Regions from separate parts of the Mus musculus genome. Here region 1 is linked to region 2. The links are chromatin contacts, called in public HiChIP or PLAC-seq maps. All regions are on one chromosome and are shown on one strand. Each heading gives the region's core, a stretch centred on a gene start, on an enhancer-like site or on the middle of the called end of the contact. The rest is flanking DNA. Distances are from core to core; before and after follow the strand shown.

Region 1 (3,705 bases), core at 613-3,112, 2.6 Mb after region 2:
AATTTGATGTACTGACGTTGTCATGACTTGTAAATTACCTGGATAGAAAAAATGGTTCTTAGTAAGTTATCAAAAAATTTATCAGTTGTTTTTTTTTTTTTTTTTTAAACTTTATTTCTAGGGGCCCTGTTTCAAAACTTACTTTCAAATTTTTCCTGGCTGTTTTCTGTTCACTCATTGGGGCTTTTTTGACATTTCCTGGATTACGGCTGGCTCAAATGCATCTGGATGCCCTGAATATGGCAACAGAAAAAATTACACAGTAAGCGGAAAATGTACATAAGCACATGCAGATAAATATATGTTTTCCATCTTAATTAAGGTATATTATTGTGATAAAATAAATTATTTTATTAAAAATTAATATTAATAAATATTTGATGTCACACCTGTTTTTAGTCAGCTATAAGTAGTTTCTCTTTGAAATTTCAGGCTAGTGTTAAAAATACATTTGTTGTTAAACTAATTTTTACCTGTTTAAATGAAAATGTTAAAGTTTATATTCTTTTTAATTCAGAGATTTATAGTATTTTGATCTCTACATTCAAATTGAAAATCTCATAGAAAAATTTTTTTAAAAAACTTTTTTTTAATACTTAAAGTTTATGTGTTGATTCAGATATTTTAATATCTTTATTTATGACAAATAATTTTAAGCCTGAGTTACATTTGTAAGAATGATTTTAAGTTGTTGATCTGCATGTTAAACTTCAAGTAATTCATTATTTTATTTCCAGATTGTAAATAATATGCAACACCCTGTATCCAGTTAGTTTAACCACCAAATCCTATTTTGATTCTAAGGAGAAAACATTAAACCTCTGCTCATGGCTCTGAAGCCATTGCTGTTTTCTGTCCTTATTTAGGGGTCTTTGTTTATTTGGTTGATTGGAGTTTTGTTTGTTTATGAATAGAGACATCTTTTTTTTCCAATTTTTTATTATATATTTTCTTCATTTACATTTCAAATGCTATCCCCAAAGTCCCCTCTACCCTCCCCCCGCCCTGCTCCCCTACCCACCCACTCCCACCTTGACAGAAGGGTGAGCTTGTATTTGCTTTCGTTTATACCCAGGATCTTCTTACCTGCACTGCAGGTCGTCCTTGAACCCTCCATCTTATATACATATGTATAGTCAGTAAGCTCCTCTAGGAGGACACTGTATTTAAGATACTTTAAGATCCTAATTCCTCTCTTTACATTCTTAGCTTTTACCTATGTTCTTTAATTTTCACTTTTCCCCTTGACTCCATTTTCTCCGTGTTTAGATGTTTACTTGTTCCTAGCTGCCCCGCCCCTGTTACACACTACTTCATCTTCCCCCACGTTTTTTTTTTTTTTTTTTTTTTTTTTTTTTTTTTTTTACTCAGCATGCTCTTCACTATGCCCTGCCTTTCCCACCACCCAGCTCTCTAAAGGCTTCTTTTAAGACAAAACCTGATCCCCCCCCCCCCTCTACACACACACTGCAGTCCACTAACCCCAGTGTTAGGATTTAAATAAGCTGAAAAGGGTGGGTGGAGGGGAGCCCTTCACAAGCTACTGAAACCGCTGTGGGCTGCTCCTTGATACTGGAGTGTTCCCTAGCAACACTGCATACCTAATACTGCTCTTTCTTCCCTGCCCTCCATGGTTTACCAAGACTGTGGGATGAAAGAATCACATTATAAAACATAAAGCATTTAGTGATGGTTGGAGAGAGGGTGATGCATCTATCTTCAGTAAAATGTGGCTTTATTTTAAGGGTTTTCCTTGTGGGAATTTGGGATTTTGTGTTATTTCCAGTTTTTTACAGCCTCCTGTTGTGGTACAGCACTCACGCTGTCATGCTGTAACAGTATGGGCAAGCTAGTTCTGTTGTGGGTAGCCTGAGTGGCAAAGGAGCAGCGCAGACTGCACCCCTATGGCAAGGCAGTGCAGCTTGTACTGTGGTTGGGTTGTTCCTGACTCAGCCCTGTGTCCTCCAGACCTGTCCCTACCGTTTGTCTGTGTAGTAATATTTAAAAGTCTGTGTGTTTTAAAACCTATAGTTAAGCCTTCTCTATGGTTGATAATGAAAGCAGTGTGTTGTATTAAAATAGTGTAACAAGTCTGTCTTTTGTTCCAAAGAGAAAACTTTTGTCAAGCCATGTGTATCTGTAGGATACAGATTTAGTTAACAGAGAGGTTGCAGCTTAATCCTGATATCCCTCTTCTGCATTAGGAATGTAGCCCCAGTGTGGTGGCTCATGTCCGTAGTTCCAGCTTTTGTGAGGCTGAGAGTAGCATGAAGGCCAGGCTAGGCTGTATAACAAGGTGTGTTCCATAGAACCAAAAATAGGGGGGGGGGGGTACATTATCTTTATTTGTATATGGTAAATTAATTTCATCTGTGTTTATAACAGTCCAAGAAATAACAAATCTTGAGTCATTTGTAATTTTGGCATTATAAATGATCATTGCATATTGCAAGGTTGCTCAGTTGTAAACTGTTGTGTTTCATTTGCCATTTGCCTTCTGATAAGACTTCTAATCACTCTCATTTATTTGTGAATAATAAGCAAATGTTCAGTTTAGCTGTGTTGAAAATTTTCAGATGACGTGTATGTATATTCCCTTGTGATCACTGTAGATAATCATTAAAACACCTATCATTGAGTCCTGGATTTAAGGGATTGTCATTGAACTTTCTAGGTCCGTATGTTCTCACCTGAAACACTAAGATAATGACTCAGCTCTTAAGGATTCTGGTTAACAGTAAATAATTAGAAATGCTATACCCTAGTTACACTTGCACATTTTGTTTCTAGATCTTTATGTGTATTTCTTGTATATTTTCAGAACATTACTTCATATCAACTTCTTGGCACCTTTATTTATGGTTCTGCTCTGGGTGAAACCAATCACCAAAGACTATATCATGAACCCACCGTTGGGTAGAGAGAGTGTCCCTCTGTAAGTATGGGTACTTGAGTCCTATGTTTTAATTCACTATACATCAAAGTTGCTTTTTTTAATTGTAGGTAGGTTTGTTCATTTTTTTTTAGACAGAGTATCAGTATATTGCCCGGACTGTCCTGGAACTCACTGTGTGGATCAGTCTGGTCTTGAACTCACAGAGATCTGCCTGATTCTTCCTCCTGAATACCAGAATTGAAGACATGTCACACTTCTAAAGTTTTTTGTCTGCCTGCTTTTATGATAAGGGGAGGTACTTTATTCTTTAATACTAGTGTAAGTGGTGAAGATAAGGCTTGAGCCTGAAGCTGCAGGCCATCTTCTAACCTATTTTTGAACTTTTTTGAAAAGAATACTAACAAATATTATTCTATACTAATATTAGCCTATATACACCCTGAGATTTATCTCCTGATGTCCAATTATCATCTGCCATTTTGCCTATTTGGATCCTTCTACGGTGCTTTTATTATTGTTCTACTGTGAAACTTATGGAGGGAAAGTAATGCCAATGAAAACTAAAGTAGTATTTATTTCCTTATCCATGGAAAATTTTAACATTTCCTTTTGCTTCATTCATAGCTTTTAGATAAAATGTTTTCAAATAAATTAGAGACATATTTTTATACAGTAAGTACTATAGTTGCCATCTCTAACAAAATTTTTTTCTACAACATACTTAGGAAAATTTAAAGTAATATCTTTAAATTATTATTATTATTATTACCTGCTCATGTATCCCCAGTTAGACAACTATGTTTTAGCAG
Region 2 (3,513 bases), core at 610-3,109:
ACAAACAGTTTTCTCCAGTGGAGTTTCACTAGATACACCTAGGCTCCATGCTCAGGAACAGTTGGCCAAAGCTTACTGGTTTTGTGTGTTATTATTTGATCTTCCTGTTACCCATTTGTTATGATTTTTCTTTTCGTATCTTTGTGAGAATTTGTTTCTTGCCTCTTTGTTTGGTTGATTGGTTTTGTTTCTTGGTTTTTGTTTTTTAAAGAGAGAGATGGAGAAAGAGAACACAAAGTTAGGAAGGTTAGAGGTGGGAAGAATCAGGGAAGAATTGAGGAAGAGGAAAAGCAATCAAAATACTTCATGAAAAAAATTAATAACAAAAAAAAAATTTAAGTGGCTTGGAGGTTTAGCTGTAAGAAAGGGAAGACGAGCGGGAAGCAGGTGGAGGTGTGTGAGCTGCTGAGTAGCCTGGCCTAAAGAGTGAGATCCGGTATTAGAAAAAAAGACTATACAAAAAAGAACTAACCAAAGATCCAGGGTGGTGGTAACAAATGTGCGCTTAGTGTGGCTGGGAATAGAGAAGGCAAAAATGCAAGCAACAGAACAAAGACAAGAAAAGCTCACGCGGACGGTTCACTAAGAAGCCAAGAAAAGCTATCTGCCTGTACCTCTCATGGTTACTTGTTTTGGAGATAAATTTAACCACAAGAGATAAGCCCGTCTGCATGGAGCCGACTGTGTAACAGCTGTCCCCACAAGCAGAGCACGTGCGTGGCAGCTCATGCACATTCACATGAGAATGAGTTTTATCCAATTGCTTGTGACCTTCAGTTGTGCTCATGTCATCTAAATCTGTGGTTCTCAGCTGTGGGTCGCTAGCCCTCTGGCAAAATTCTCTTTCTAAAAATATTTACATTTTAATTCATAACAGTAGCAAAATCACAGCCACAGAAATATTTTTATGGTTGGGGGTCACCACAGCATGGGGAACTGTCTTAAAGGTGGCTGCGTTAGGAAGGTTGAGGCCCTCGGAGGAGTCCAGATGGCTTTCTGATAGATTCTGTCCTAACCTCACCTGTACTTCTAACTCTTGAACTTCCATAATTAAAAGTCAGAATTAAAAACAAAACCCAAAACTTTGGAGCAGCTGGGGACAAAGCTTGGGGTATGGCATTTGTCTAGCATATGGAAGACACAGAGTTTGTTCTTTAGTCTGTAAAACCTGAAATAAGCAAATAAATCAATTAAATTTAAAAACCTTTGATGACTTACACTTTTCTTGAGTAAGAGAAACGGTGCTATTCTTTTTTTTTCTTTACTGAAAATGATAAACATGAGTGACCCAATAATTTTTCAAAATTCTATATAACCTACTTCTGTCTAATCAGTGTCTCTGTCTTTGGTTTTGGCTTTAGCATTTCTCTATTTACAAACCACAGATGATCAGTTTTGGTGAATAAATAAATATCAAAGTGAAAAGAAATATGGTCACATGCATTTTTAGCAAAGAAGATGCCAAATAATTATAAATTCTCTAATGATATCCTTCTCAAAGATTTCTGGCATAAGGACAGCACATTTCTTTTGAATTCCTGAAGGACTGAATCTGCGTATTCACTGATTCTCATATCCCTGACGATCTACCTTAGGTTTTGTCATCTGGGGATTCAGTCTGTGATTTTGCTCAAGCGTTCGCCTACCATCTGCAAGCAGGGAGCTTCTGCTTACTGGTGCATTCATTTCCTGACTCGGCATTTTTCTATGTAACACTCTTCTCTTTGGCATTGTTAAGGCAGGAGGAGTGAGTCAGCACTTTCTGATTAGTGGCCCGCAATGGCCCACACACGTACAGCAGGCAGGCGCAGGCTTCTGCATTCACTAACCCTGGAGAGGTTACACCCGGAGGGAGACACCCACAGAGGAACAAAGACAGAGCCTGTGACTTGGGCAGCCAGTGCCAGCTGTGCAGGACAAGCAGTTAGGGACCAAGGGGACGTGGACAGAGGGTATAAAGGCACTCTCTCCACTATAATAATAAACTAGTCTGCTTCTGCTTCTGATCTGGCTCCTGGAATTTGTTCTGCTGATTCTACGCCTTCTTATCCCCTACTCCCACAGACTATCTCGGAGGGCTGGGGCTAGGGCAACATATTAGTATTGAATTTTCAGTTCATTGGAAGTTAAAAATAAGAAAATAACTATAAAGATGAAGGTTTCTGAAATCTTCTTTCATATTTTCTTAAAAACTGATTTAAGTTGAGGATGCTGGTACACATTTTAATTCCAGCATTTGGAAGAAATAGGTGGCTGGACTCTGTGTGTTTGAGGGCACCTTGGTCAACACAGCAAGTTCCAGGCCAGTCAGAGACACAAAGTGAGGCCCTATTTAAAAAAAGATAAAAACAAAAAACAATAAACAAACCAACAAAACAGACAAAATTAATTTCTGACGTAACACTTTGCCTCTGTCTAGCATCCCCATGTCACCCTCCCGGTCCTCAATGATGGCACCAGAGTGCAGTACACAGTTGGGTACGATCTGTGGGTTCAGGCATCCTCTGGTGACACCTTGGAACATCATGACCGTGAACAGAAAGGTGCTCCTATACACACATAAGCATATACACATCTTACTTAAAGCTGTATTTTAAACCACAGAGCTTTTTAAAGCATACATAGGAAAGAGGAGCAGAAAGGAAGATCTGAAGAGATTTTACTTCTATCAATTTGGAAAATCCTATAGAATTTTCTATGGGCTTAAACAAGTAAATTGTGACGGTTTGTATATCCTTGGCCCAGGGAGTGGAATGTCATAGTTTGAATATGCTCTGCCAAGGAGTGGCACTTTTAGAAGGTGTGGCCCTGTTGGAATAGGTGTGCCACTGTGGGTGTGTGCTTTAAGACCCTCACCCTAGCTGCCTAGAAGTGAGGATTTTGCTAGCAGACTTCAGATTAAGATGTAGAACTCTCAGCTCCTCCTGCACCATGCCTGCCTGCATGTTGCCACGTTCCCGTCTTGGTGATAATAGACTGAACCTCTGAACCTGTAAGCTGGCTCCAATTAAATGCTGTCACTTGCCTTGGTCATGGTGCCTGTTCACAGCAGTAAAACCCCAACTAAGACATAAGTATTATATCTTTTTATATTTTATATGGCCCCATGACTCATATGTTTGAATGCGTGTTCCTTAGGGGAACACTTTGAAAAGGATTAGGAGTGTAGTCTTGTTGGAGGAGCTGCGCCACTGGGACAGGCTTTGAGGATTAAGAGCCCATGCCAGACCTGGCCTAGCTCTCTCTCTGCCTGTAACTTGTGGATCACATGTGAGCTCTCAGCTACTTTCCTGGTATCATGCCTGCAACCATATTGATCATGACCTAACTCTCTGAAACTGTAAGCAAGCCCCAATTATATGCATCTTTGTAAAAGTTGCCTTCATCCTGGTGTTTCCTCACAGCAACAGAACAATAACTAAAACAATGACTACCTACAAGAATAATCTGACTGCTTGAATGATCTGATGTACCTTTTGATTAGACCCGTACTTGAATAAATACATCCTATCA

What was found. HiChIP or PLAC-seq counts read pairs in DNA pulled down with a chosen protein or histone mark.
Region 1: an H3K27ac HiChIP or PLAC-seq map of embryonic stem cells shows a contact between it and region 2, with 8 times the contacts expected there. The contact joins two enhancer-like sites. A contact is called at or near these places in 1 of 39 promoter capture datasets (pre-B cells) and 1 of 115 datasets of contacts at active chromatin or transcription factors (embryonic stem cells).

The regions. Positions count from the first base shown.
Region 1 is chr13:84,283,864-84,287,568 of GRCm38.p6, forward strand. Tmem161b (transmembrane protein 161B) reads left to right here. Exons shown (of 12, transcript NM_175187.5): 8 at 122-262; 9 at 2,822-2,935. Among named protein-coding and RNA genes, the nearest start is that of Gm41011, 58 kb to the right of the region's middle. Within about 2 kb of position 1,863, at least 48 of the 459 cell types and tissues checked have an H3K27ac peak or open chromatin away from gene starts, as enhancers often do. A contact at or near this core is called in embryonic stem cells, where this site is marked.
Region 2 is chr13:81,690,047-81,693,559 of GRCm38.p6, forward strand. All of the region lies in intron 3 of Polr3g (polymerase (RNA) III (DNA directed) polypeptide G), which reads right to left. Among named protein-coding and RNA genes, the nearest start is that of Polr3g, 19 kb to the right of the region's middle. Within about 2 kb of position 1,860, at least 107 of the 459 cell types and tissues checked have an H3K27ac peak or open chromatin away from gene starts, as enhancers often do. A contact at or near this core is called in embryonic stem cells, where this site is marked.